2 separate regions of the Sus scrofa genome follow, and region 2 is linked to region 1. A link is a contact called in public Hi-C data. All regions are on one chromosome and are shown on one strand. The core of a region is the stretch at or near the end of the contact, and the rest is flanking DNA. Distances in the headings are between cores, read along the strand shown.

Region 1 (6,734 bases), core at 1,890-4,389:
GTTCCAGAGAAGTGAGCCTGGCCTGAAGCCAGGAGACACCTGTCCCGACCTCTTCCCACGGTCATGGGGATAAAAGCTTGCCAAGGCCTTCAGGGCCCCGGAAACCTGTCTCCAAGTTTATAGCCTCGGTAGCTGCTCTGACCCAAGTCATGAGCAGCTGGGGACTTGCTGGGTTTGGATGAATGTCACTGTGCAGTAAGTTAGAAGCCCACCTAGTTTGTCTGTGGAAGGATAACTTGAGCAGAGAAGATGGGTGACTGTCTGGGGGCAAAGAGATTTGCACGAAGAGCTCCTTTTGTCTTGAAAAGAATGTTCTGGAAAAATGGGGAATGGAGAAATGTGACTTGGCGTTCCCGTTGCGGTGCAGAGGACGCCGAGCCCGCTGGTGTCCATGAGGATGTGAGCTCCACCCTGGCCTTGCTCACGGGGTTGGGGATCCGGCGTTTCCAGGAGCTGTGGTGTCGGTCGCAGACGCAGCTGGGATCCCTCGTTGCTGTGGCTGTGGTGTAGGCCAGCAGCCGTAGCTCCGATTCGACCCCTAGCCCAGGAACTTCCATATGCTGCAAGTGTGGCCCTTGAAAACAACAACAACAAAAACAACAACAACAAAAAAAGAAGAAATGTAGGCAGCATAAATGCAGTTAGTGATGGAATCAAAACGTCACCGGGTTTCCCCCGTTGGCCTTTGCGATGTTACAGACTAGCAGAGTGAAAACGCGGCAGGCCCCTGACTTTTCAACTGCTTCTTAGAAAGAGGCCTTGTGTCGTTCTTCCCTCATTCTAAGCTGCACTCTGTCTCCATTCAGAAGTTAGCGCAACGATCCCAAGGCGAGAACCAAACCTGTGAACTTGATGTAAAGCCGACCCTTTCCCTTCCCCACCTCCAGGCTGCATGGGGCTGCGAGTTGGCCATGGGCAGGCTTCGTGGGGGGACAGCGGCCTCGGTGGTCCCTGCCCTATGCTTTTTTCCTCCGTGCACGTCTCAGTTTGCTAGCTAGTTTCTGAATCCCTCAGGACTGGGGGGCCAGGTAGGGCGTTGGGGACAAGGGACTCAGGAAGGTTGGCTTCCCACTCTCTGAGCCGGGCCAGTGTTTGACACGGACTCTTTCCCTCTGGGGGCGTTGTGGTGGGGTCCTCAGAAATCCCCATCACCGGCCGTCTCTCTCCCCGGTCCTCGGGGCATAGGAGGGTCATCTTATCCTGGGAGGGCCCTTGGAATTTCTTTCTAAGATCCTGCCCTTCTAGGGCACCCCAGTTTCTTGCTGCTGAGGTCCTTCTGCGCCTGTCGGCGGTCCTCTGAGACAGGAGCCCAGCTGACCCCGCCCCAGCCCTCTCTTCTGAGTGAGCACATTTGATGTACTTTGCCCAGGAGACCCCGCAAGAGCACCCCAGTCCCCACGTGCCCCTCTGTCCCGCTGTCACAGCCTTCTTTGGGCGGAGGAGGCACGAATCTAGGACCCGTGACGTGTGCCCCCAGCTGTATCTCAGAATTCTCCAAGGGTGCACGGAAGCCCACATCGCTGGGCTTGAGGTGAAGGAGAGTCCTGTCGTCCTGGGGCATCAGGGGAGACACTCTCAGCTCATTAACAGTCTTTTCCAAAAAAGCTCGTCCCGTCTCCCCGCCTGCTTCCCTTTCATAGCCTTGACTGAATGAGGCATCCCGGATGCTGGAGCCGGGTCGAGGTGATCCCCTTTGTGAGTTCCGCGTGAGGGGACTTGTTTCACTTCCATGTGGGGGTCCGATACCTATCGAGCTGGTGCCTCAGTCCAAAGAGAGGCAGAAAGCATCCCATTCTAGGGTCATATTACAGAAATAACAGAGGAGAAAGCAAAAGCAAACATTTCAGTTATCTCCGGCTGTCTAAGCCCCCGAGACTGAGTGGCTGAGACCAGCAGTGAAAGATCCCGGCTCCTGGCTCCGGGCTTTGGCGGGGCTGCTTCTCCGCTGGTCTCACCGGGTCTGGCTCCTGCAGCCAAGCTCCACCGGAGGGGCCGCCTGGCGCCTGGCGCTGACCGCTGGCTGGGCGCCTCCGTTCTCGTTCTCAGGGCCTCTCAGTCTCTGGGAGGCTGAACCAGCTTCCTTTCCTGGTGATCCAGGCAGGGCTTCAAGAGACTGAAGCAGAAACCCTAAGGCCTCTTGAGGCCTGGGACTCCCAGGGCGTCACTGTCCTGCCTTCTGTTGGCCAAAGCAAAATCACAAGACCAGCCTAGGTCCAAGGGCTGGGAAAGGACCGCAACCTTTGGCGCCTCTAACGTTCGAGTCTCCGCAGCTCACCCACCGCAGAGACCTGCCTCTGCTGGCTCTGCGTCTGGACATTTCCTGAGCAGAGTTGGAGTCGAGGATTAGGGAAGATTGCAAGTGAACCTATATTGGTCTTGTTTGTCTGGCATGATTTATGTAGTTTTAAATGAAGTATAGTTGATTTAGAATGTTGTGTTAATTTCAGGTGTACAGAAAAGTGATTGAGTTATATGTATATAAGAATGTACATATTCTTTTTTTTAATGGAGTAGGGTGCTTTATTTCATTTTTTGGTGGTTTTTTGTTGGGCCACGCCCACAGCATTCGGAGCGTCTTGGGCCAGGGATAGAACCTGTGCCACAGCAGTGACCCAAACCCCTGCAAGTGACAACGCCAGATCCTTAACCCATTGTGCAACAAGAGAACTCCTAGAAACGGTTTTATTTTATTTGATTTGATTTGATGTGTGAATGCTTTGGGTGTGCAGCTGTGGCCCATGCTGGATCCTTAACTCGCTGTGCTGCGGGGGAACTTCCTTCTTTTTCATATACTTTTCCGTTGTGATTTAGCACAAGATACTGGCTCTAGCCCCCTGCGCCACACAGTGGGACCTTGCTGTTGATGTGTTTTTGCTTGTGTTTTTTACTTTTATTGGAGTAGAGTTGACTTACAATGTTGTGTGAGTTCCAGGCTGACAGCAAAGCGAATCAGTCGTGCATCTCTCCGTTCTTTTTCCCACACCTGCTGTGACCGGGCAGTGAGTGGGTTTCCCTGTGCCCTGCACGGGCCGTGTTAGGCGTCCCTTGTATGTCTAGTGGCGTGTGTGTGTTCACCCCATCCACAGCTGGGCCAGCAGGCTGAGCTGGTGACCCCGGCCTCACTGCCCACAGGCTGCCAGTAGGGGGTGCTGTGTCTACACCTCTGGGCACCCGTGGGCTGACACTACCAGGCCTCGTACATTTCGACATTTCAAGGCAAAGGGGAGGCTTCCTTTTGTCCATGAGGGACCTGTGGTCCAGAGGGGGAGTCCGTGGTGGGGCTGAAATACAGGCCTCTTGACCTCCATGCTGGGATCCTACCCTCCCAACTGCCTGCTTCGCACACTCAACCCCCAGCCCCTCGTGGATGTCGGGTAGCTTGCTGGCGTTGAGAGGGAGAGGACGTGCCCGTGGAACTATTAGAAAAAACACAGAAGCTGCTAAGGTGCTTCCTGCCATTTGCCTGGGAAGTCACAGCCGGGGCTTTTTGCATGTGGCCTCGCAGGAACAGTCAACTGAGAACTAGTAGGGAGAAGATTAAATTGTGGGTTTGCTTGGGGGTTTTGTAGTTAAAAAGAACACACTTGTGGAAAAATTGATCACAAAGTGACAATACCACGAGAGGCAGTGTGTTACCGTGTCTGCCCCCCGTTCCCTTATCACTCGGTGGGCGCTCTTGGCCAAGCGCCCAAGTTGCGCTTTGTCTGCTCCATACAGTGGGAGAAGAGTGCTGGGGAAGAGCCAGGAGGTAGGCCTATTCCAGGCAAGTGCCAGCAACAACAGCCGCAGTAGCGAGAGCCGCTCATGGGTGCCTCTGACTTGGGCCTGCGCCGGGGTCGTATCTAGTATCACCAGCTGGATGAGTCACCCTTCAGAGCAGCTCCTCTGCCCTCTCCCTGCAGCCTCCCCGCAGACCAGAGCCCTGGCTGGGGAGGGGGGGGAGCGGGGAGTGGGTGTGGAAGCTTGTGCCTGAGAATTGCCTGAGGGGCTGGTGGGTGCATTCTTCGCCACCTGGGGATCCTTCATTATAATTATCATCATCATTATTATTATTTGTCCTCGCCCATGGCATACGGAAGTTCCCAGGCCAGGGATCTTGAGCCACAGCAGTGGCAATGCCGGATCCTTAGCCTGCTGAGCCGCCAGGGAATTCCTGGGGACCCTTAATATAGGCAAGAGGGGGGAAAAAAGGCCAAGAAATGAACAACTGTGACTTTATTTATTTATTTACTTATTTATTTTGCTTTTTAATGGCCGCACCTGTGGCATATGGAGGTTCCCAGGCGAGGGGTCGAATCGGAGCTGTAGCCGCCGGCCTACACCACAGCCACAGCAACGCCAGATCTGAGCCATGTCTGCGACCTACACCACAGCTCATGGCAACACCCGATCCTTAACCCACTGAGCGAGGCCAGGGATGGAACCCGCATCCTCATGGATCCTAGTCGGATTCGTTTCCGCTGAGCCACCATGGGAACTCCAGCAACAGTGACTTTATTTAAAAAGAAATGTTTTGGCCATTTTCATCAAGTAATTTGTGTTATGTTCGGCATTTTTCGTACAGTTCTTAGTTTTTGTTGTTGTTTTACTATTTCGGGTAATGCCTGCAAAAGGGAGCCATGTTTCTAGATAGTGGATATTTGTGCTAATTAAACTGACTTTATGTCCATCCAGTAACATGTTTCGAATACTTATTTTTAAATTGAGCTGTAACTGACGTATACCATTGTATGAGTTCAGCCGTACAACTTACTGACTTGCTGTACGTCCATGGGGCTACATCCCATCACCACGGGAAGTCCATGGGGCTACATCCCATCACCACGGGAATGCTCGGAGATGTTGCTACATCCCAACACCCATCATCGGGCAGCGTTACAGTTTGGTTTTCTTGTGAGGAGCGCTTCTAAGATCTGCTCTCTTAGCCACGTTCAGCTCTGCCATCGAGTGTTAACTGCCCTCACTCTCAAACACTCGGGTTTGGTTTCACTTGTTGAATTTAATCTTACCTTGCCCATGACCTCGTTTCCCTCCCCGTCCCCCTTCCTCCGTGACGCCTCTGACAGCATCTCGACACTGGTCCCTTCTCGTTTCAGGGTCTGAGCCCGCAGTTGTCGAATGCTTGGAGATCACAGTATCTGAAGGCTGTCGTACGGGAAAGGCACAGTAAAAATCAGAGGTGGCTGGAAAGGCAAAAGCATGAAAAGAGCACCCCTGATCTCTTTTTCCAGTGGCACATGGTTCAGCATTGAATAATTGCTGGGTATATTTGACAAAGCGGGAATACAGTTCGTTAGGGAGCTGGGGGCCTCGGAAATCAGGCTGCCTTCAGGAAAATTTATGAGGGGATTACTCTGTGCAGCCACCAGAAAATAGGGCGCCAGGAATCTGAGCTGAATTAATGATCTTCTGCCTGAGTGGGACCTGTATCTACCGAGAAAAACTTTCTTGAGTCCGAGCGACTCAGGTGGGGAAATTGTGATAAATAGAAAGGATGGAAAAAAGAAAAAAAAGAACTTTCGGTCTCTCTAGGGAATAGAACCAAATTCCTAAGAGCAATATTATTTCTACTACATTCATGGTCAAAGACATCAGAACATGTCATGCATGCAAGGAAACAAAGCCTTGGAAAGTGACTCAGCCTCCCTAGTAGTCGTGGGAACTTAAATCACAAAATCAAGCAATGCCAGTTAAACTGGTGAAAGGACATTGTAATTATAGAACCAAAATCTGGCGAGGCCTTTGAAAAAGCTGTGTTCTCATACTGACATAAATTAGTACAATATTTCTGAAAAGTAACATGGCAAAGTGTAGTGAGCCTGGGAAGATCATAGCCCTTGGCCTGGCAAACATGCGTTTGTGACCACATCCTGGAGAAAGAGCCCAGTGGAAGAAAAATAAGGGGGAAAAAACAGAAAGAAAGAAAAATAGGAGTTCCCATTGTGGTGCAGTGGTTAACAAATCCAACTAGGAACCATGAGGTTGTGGGTCCAGTCCTTGCCCTTGCTCAGTGGGTTAAGGATCCGGCATTACCTTGAGCTGTGGTGTAGGTTGCAGATGTGGCTCGGATCCCGCGTTGCTGTGGCTCTGGCATAGGCCGGTAGCTACAGCTCCAACTAGATCCCTAGCCTGGGAACCTCCATATGCCGCGGGAGCGGTCCAAGAAGTAGCAAAAAAAAAAAAAAAAAGGAAAAGAAAGAAAAGTAGGAACGAGTACTTAAAAACTATACAATAAAAAGGAGTTCCCACTGTGGCTCAGTGGGTTAAGAATCCAACTAGTATCCATGAGGATGAAGGTTTGATCGCTGGCCACACTCAGTGGGTTATAGGATCTGGCTTGGCTGTGGCTGTGGCTGTGGTTGTGGCCAGCAGCTGCAGCTCCGATTCTGCCACTAGTTTGGGAACCTCCATATCCCTCAGGTATGGCCCTAAGAAGAAAAAAAAAAAAAAAAAAAAGTTCCTACTGTGGCACAATGGGACAACGGGATCGATGGTGTCTTGGGAGTGTTAGGACACAGGTTCGATCCCTGACCCTGCATAGTGGGCATTGCTGAAGCTGGGGCTTGGGTCACAGCTGCAGCTTGGGTTTGATCCCTGGCCTGGGAACTTCCGTATGCCGTGGGTGTGGCCGACAAAGGGGAAAAAAAAAGCCCAAACAATGATAAAGCCAAGGGGATGATTCAGTTTTGCTATACGGCAGGGTGAGAAGTGAATTTGCTCCTTCTCTGGCTTTG
Region 2 (6,558 bases), core at 3,112-5,611, 210 kb after region 1:
CTAAGCTCCGAAATGTTAGGGCCCAGAGCATTTTTTCCTGAATTGCAGCTGCTGGCATGTTATTAAATCTCAGTAAGCATCCTTTCTCTCAGCCAGGGCTTGGATGGAAGTTGCTGAGTGGACGTTTTGTTCTTCACTAAAGTTCCCAAGGGAATCCCCATGGTTGGCTTGTTTGGGTGAACCACAAATATTTAAAACCAGAAATGATGACACTTCAGATGCAAAGCACATTCTAGAATACCTACGGAGATTACATGGGAAACAGATAACACATCAGCTGCCTGTGGCAAAACCAGGTGGTCAGTAGGAGACAGGAGACAGGAGACAGGCCCTTCAATGTGTATTTTTCTATAGTTTTTCAAAATTTGACCCACATAACTACATTGTCTATGTTTAAAATTGGATTTAAAATTAATGAATAGACTGTGTATAGCATAATATGAGACCAATTTCCTAGAAGTAAAACTTGACTTGGGGAATCATTATTTAAAATATTTCAAAAATATGTGTTTTGGAGTTCCCGTCATGGCTCAGTGGTTAGCGAATCCAACTAGGAACCATGATGTTGCAGGTTCGATCCCTGGCCTTGCTCAGTGGGTTAAAATATCCAGCGTTGCTGTGAGCTGTGGTGTAGGTCGCAGATGTGGCTCGGATCCTGCGTTGCTGTGGCTCTGGCGTAGGCCGGCGGCTACAGCTCTGATTCAACCCCTAGCCTGGGAACCTCCATATGCCTTGGGAGCGGCCCAAGAAATAGCAACAACAACAACAACAAAAAAGACAAAAGACAAAAAAAAAAAAAAAAATGTGTTTTGAACTATGGGGTGGGGGGTGGGAAATGTGTTTTCCAAAGAAGAAAAAAATCCTACAACCAAAACAATAGGAAAAAAATGGTAAAAGGAAAATAACATTGATAACACAATCATTATTCAAAGCAGCATCAAGTAATAAAACACCTGAAGGCAATGGTGATGCAAAAAAATGTTTTCACCATTTTTTTTTTTCTTTTTCTAGCCTCACCTGCAGCACATGGAAGTTCCCGAACTAGGGGTTGAATTGGAGCAGCAGCTGCAAGCCTACACCACAGCCACAGCAATGCAAGATTCGAGACACCTCTGCCACCTGCACCACAGCTTGCAACAACACCAGATCCTTAACCCAGGGATTAAACCTGAATCCTTATGGACACTATGGCCAGGGCAAGCAAGGCCAGGGATTGAACCTGAATCCTTATGGACACTATGGTTCTTAACCTGCTGAGCCACAGTGGGAACTCCTTACCATGTTTTGAAAGCCATCTCTTCAACAGATTTTGTTGTCCTGTATATTTCCTATATATGTGGGGTACTATATGTGTGGTTAAGAATATATGTAATTATGGAGTTCCCGTCGTGGCTCAGTGGTTAACGAACCCGACTGGGAACCGTAAGGTTGCGGGTTCAATCCCTGGGCTCGCTCAGCGAGTTAAGGCTCTGACGTTGCCATGAGCTGTGGTGTAGGCCACAGACACGGCTCGGATCCCGCGTTGCTGTGTCTATGGCGTAGGCTGGCGGCTACAGCTTTGATTAGACCCCTAGCCTGGCAATCTCCATATGCCACAGGAGCAGCCCTAGAAAAGGCAAAAAGACAAAAAAAAAAAATATATATATATATATGTAATTACTAAAGGTGTTTTAAGTGACAGATATATTTTTTAAATGATTTGGGCAGTTTATACTCTAACCCCCATTAGAAATAATTCAAATAGGTTTTCTTTAACCTACTAACTGTATAAAAGCTTTGGCCAGGAATCTTCCAACACTGTTGCCCTTTAATGGGTCCCAAGTACAGCAAAAGCCCTAAGTGCAGTTGTTTTATTATAACAGGAAAACAAAAGCCCATTAGCAATGAATTGGCCACATTACACAGACTGGCCGGTTTGGCAGGAGCAGAGCATAGCCCAAGGGTCATTAGTTGTCCAGGCCAGTGAAGTCTTGACCTGCTGAGAACTCGGTGTCCTCAGCGAGTAAATTACACAGCCAGCTTCCAGTGTCATTTCTTAGTCTGGACAACAGAGTTTGGGGGTTATGTTTGCAGAAAATTTGACATGTCTCTCTTTTTTTTCTTTTCACAACTCTCATGCTTTTTTCTTTTACTTTTTAACAAAACTTATCTGGAAAATATATTCAAACAGATTACCACTGCTTGTAGGTTTTTTCCAGACAAAGGTTTGGAGGTTTGGGGTCACTTCCCTTCTTCCCCTCAGAGATCTAACCAATGGAAGAACAAGCACAAAGAGCCACGGGAAATGGAAGTTCCCGTCGTGGCTCAGCAGTAATGAACCTGACTAGGATCCATGCGGGTTCGATCCCTGGCCTGGCTCAGTGGGTTAAGGATCCAGTGTTGCCATGAGCTGTGGTGTAGGTCGCAGACAAGGCTTCGATCTCATGCTGCTGTGGTGTGGTGTAGACTGGCAGCTACAGCTTTGATTTGACCCCTAGCCTAGGAACTTCCATGTGCCGCCAATGCAGCCCTAAAAAGCAAAAAATAAATACGTTAACTAATTAATTAAAGAGCCAGTGGAAATGAAGGCCTCTTTTCTTTTTCTTTTTTTGTCTTTTTAGGGCCACACCCGAAGCATATAGAGGCTCCCGGGCTAGGGGTCGAATCGGAGTGGTACCTGTTGGCCTACACCACAGCCGCACCAACAGGGGATCTGAGCCGAGTCTGTGACCTACACCACAGCTCACGGCAACGCCAGATCCTTAACCCCACTTATTGAGGCCAGGAATCAAACCTGCGTCCTCATGGATGCTGGTCTAATTCATTTCCACTGAGCCATGACGGGAACTCCAATGAAGGCCTCTTTTCTTCCTAAAACCTACCATCCCATTATTGGGGCATCCCTTTACCTATTTTTTCTCACTCGCATATTCTGTTGGCTTGTGTGTCTTTTCTAACGGGCCTCCACGTGTCATTATCTGTTCATCCCTTAGCTCACAAATGATGAAGAAATCCATAATGTCGGAACCTCCTTGACTTTCGGGTTTGGCACATTGACCTGCTGGATCCAGGCTGCCTTGACACTCAAAGTCAACATCAAGAATGAAGGACGGAAAACTGGAATTCCACGAGTTATTCTCTCAGCATCTATCACTCTCTGTGTGGTCCTCTGTATCCTTTGAATGTGAAAAGGTTCTTTGTCAGTGAGAGTAAAGCACAGATAACTTGTTTATGTTGAAAAGGAGCAAAGTGCCATCTCAGTTGCTTAGGGTGTACTCTCAGATCATCTCATAATCTTAGACAACAAAAGAAATGGGTATAAAGATGAAATCTCTCAGACCTATTTTTAACACCAAAGAGAACTGAAAATAAAACAAGCTCTGCTTTCTCAAAATTGTTTTCAGTCTGTAGGAATAACGTCAGCATTCTCCTGTCCTTGATGACGTAAAGGCTTCCCTTTGTTAGAAACAGACTGAATGACCCAAAGAGAACGATGCTTGTTTTCTTTCCATCCTAAAAATTTCTCGTTTGTGGCTTTATTAGTGGCCCTGTTATTTCATTTACTTATTCCAAAATGAATTTCAAGGGACAAATACCTTTATATCTTTCAGGAAAACGGGTAAATTCTTCTGGAAAAGAAATTCAAGAACCAGGCTATTGTCCTAGGCAAATATTTTTGAGTTTTGAGGGTCTATTTCCCTTCCTCCCTGGGAGTTTGAACCGGTGGAGAATAGATACCAGGGGTCAGATGCGGATCGAGAGATCAGTCTTTATTCCTGGTAAACTAGGAAAGGAGAATGGCTCAGACTTCCTCTCTCACACCCTGGAATTCAGTGTATCCACCCAGTAATAAGCAGAGAAATCAGGGAAAGGGAGAGGAGAACTCAGTTTAATCTCAAGCCCACCCGCAGAGACGCGTCTCGGGAGGAGCACAGCGACCCCACCTGGTAGCATCGGCCCAGTGGAAGCCGGCCCATTCCGAGCCCACCAATCAGATCAGCCAGCCGTCCCGTGGGGGCGGAGCCAGCCCAGGAGTTTGCGGCGTCGCTGGGAAGTCGGGGAAAGAGGTGAAGGTTTCTCGGTTGGCCCGCTGGACGGCTGTCGCGATTCCAGTCTTCGGTGTAACAGCCAGTGTTTACTGGGCGCTTGTGACGTGCTGGCCTTGTTCCAAGCACGTTAAATGTGTCAACCCTTTGAATCCTCACTCAACCGATGAGAATCGCGTAAAGCAAAGGTCAGTTTACCCGCGATCCCACATCGTTTGTGTCGATTCGTTTTAAGCTCAGGCTCAGTTCTGCAGCCTTAACCACTGTGCCATCCCTCCGTAGGGTGGCTTTAAAACACGAAGCTCGGAGAGGTTCTTTAGTTCGTGGAGTCCTTGGAGCCACGTGTTTCTTCTTCCCTCACAAGCTGCCATTCAGTCATTTCAGTGGTTTTCTCAAGTTGTGCAGTGACAGTGAGGTGGAGAGCATTTAAGGACTTGAACTTCAGGCCAAGAAACTTGCTTATTGCCAGCAACCCGACAAAATAGTTGAAGAACCCTGCCAGTCCTCTCTCTCCCAGTAACTTAGGTAGTAAGTTAATATTGCTTTGGCAAGATTTTGAACCCTCAGGCAAAAAGTGTGTACAGATTTTAAATTATTCTGAGTTTTGAGTTTATACCAAACAATTCTGATCCAGACTATTTCTGAAGACTTGGAATCATTTCTTGGTTCTTGGGTGAATGGATCCAGGCCTTGTCAGGGAAGCAAAGTTTGGCTGAAGTACTTTTCACATACTTTTTTTTTGCTCTCTGAAAATTTTCCAAGATTTTAAGTCTAAGTTCTGAAGGTAGAACTAATTCTGAGGGAAATTTTCTGATTTTTCTAAATAATTTTCTTTAGTCCATGGCCTCTTAGTGGTTCACTAAAAAATACTACGAACTTTTCTCCTTCCTAGCTCCTGCCTTCATGTATACTGGGGTGCTCACGCGCGTGTGTGTGTATGTGTGTGTGTGTGTGCACTCCAAATGCATTGGCGTTTCTTTGCTTTTTTCATTGCCTGTTTTCCGTTGGGCACAAGCTTAAATGCAGCCCCAGGAATGAAACCGGCCTATGCAGTATTGTCTGAAAGACAATCGTGGAAACCAGAGGAAAGAAGGGCCATGTCGACGCTGTCAATAGCCGGGCAGAGACAGACAGTTTGTACGGAGGGAGTTAGACACGTTCAAATTGTTCCACAGCCCTTTGCAATGTCTTTATAAATGTAACTTTATTTTTCTGGCTAATTACTTTGGAATTATAATTCTCTAGCTACTCTCACAGTTTATTAGGCAGTCATAGAATACAGTGGTCAAGTGTATGGCCAGGGAGTCGAGAGTGCTTCTGACTGAAGCCCAGTTCCACCAGTTGATACCTGTTACCCATGTGGCCTCCATGTCGTTGCTTTAAATGCACTGATGATAATAGGGTATTGCGAAGATTAAGTTTTCGCTGAAAGCACCTGGAAGCATGTCTGGCACAAAGTAAGGCTCGATAAGGTTCCCCTGTACTATTCATGTAGATGTCTTTTAGGGCCCCACCCGCCGCATGTGGAGGTTCCCAGGCTAGGGGTGCAGTCGGAGCGGTAGCCGCCGGCCTACCCCACAGCCACAGCAACTAGAGATCCGAGCCGTGTCTGCGACCTACACCACAGCTCATGGCAACGCCGGATCCTTCACCCACGGAGCGAGGCCAGGGATGGAACCTGCGTCCTCGTGGATGCTAGTCAGATTCGGAACTCCCGACTCATGTAGATGCTGGTGTTGAGCCGGGTGTGCCAGCCTAACTTTCGCTAGCGAAGGGGGAGCCAGGCTTTTCGGGGACCCTGTTTCTGCCCGGAGGAGAGCCCAGTGTCCATGCGGCCGGCGGGCGGACTTTCCTTGACGGCTTCTCCCCAGACTTCATCCTGATGGCCCAAGGCATCCACATGTACGCAGCCAGGGTCCAGTGGGGCCTGGTCATGTGCTTCCTGTCTTACTTCGGCACCTTCGCCGTGGAGTTCCGGCACTATCGTTACGAGATCGTGTGTTCCGAGTACCAGGAGAATTTCCTGAGCTTCTCGGAGACCCTGTCGGAAGCGTCTGAATACCAGACCGACCAGGTGTAACCCATCAGGTTTTGCCCGCTGGGGAGGTGGGTGTGGCAGCGGGGGAGGGGCTGGGACACACCCACAGGACTTTACACATCCCCTCATGACACACTGCACACGTCCCACACACACACACACACACACACGCGAGCGCGTTTGTGGCCACATTTGCCAAATGAGCTTTTCAGGGCGAGTTATTTACTGAAAAAGCACAAGCCCTGTGTCGAAATACACGCTGTTACACTGAAAATACGATGCACGACAGAGCAAGAAGCTTGTGCATGATCACCCCCCCCCCCGCCGACGCCCCTGCTCTCCTGGTCCTTTTCACCAACCCCAGACATCGAGGCACCCTACCACGGCGTCGGGCAGGCCAATCGGAACACCGGAACGATGCCAACTCCCCACGTTGCCTTCAGACCCAAAGGGCTTGGAAGCGGCTCGTGATGAAGTTCTGAGTCTGGCACTAGC

Evidence for each region. A called contact is a pair of places that touch in the nucleus more often than the background predicts.
Region 2: a Hi-C map of adipose tissue shows a contact between it and region 1, with 5 times the contacts expected there. The contact joins two enhancer-like sites. A contact is called at or near these places in 1 of 5 promoter capture datasets (liver), 27 of 47 Hi-C or Micro-C datasets (adipocytes, adipose tissue, alveolar macrophages and 16 more) and 2 of 2 datasets of contacts at active chromatin or transcription factors (alveolar macrophages and skeletal muscle).

Annotation. Positions count from the first base shown.
Region 1 is chr8:135,551,507-135,558,240 of Sscrofa11.1, forward strand. The region is part of intron 1 of SCD5 (stearoyl-CoA desaturase 5); the gene reads left to right. Among named protein-coding and RNA genes, the nearest start is that of MIR9846, 21 kb to the right of the region's middle. Within about 2 kb of position 3,140, at least 17 of the 83 cell types and tissues checked have an H3K27ac peak or open chromatin away from gene starts, as enhancers often do. A contact at or near this core is called in adipose tissue, where this site is marked.
Region 2 is chr8:135,757,575-135,764,132 of Sscrofa11.1, forward strand. It overlaps TMEM150C (transmembrane protein 150C), which reads left to right. Exons shown (of 8, transcript XM_021101873.1): 7 at 2,973-3,150; 8 at 5,897-6,558. The coding sequence ends at 6,105. Among named protein-coding and RNA genes, the nearest start is that of ENOPH1, 41 kb to the right of the region's middle. Within about 2 kb of position 4,362, at least 3 of the 83 cell types and tissues checked have an H3K27ac peak or open chromatin away from gene starts, as enhancers often do. A contact at or near this core is called in adipose tissue, where this site is marked.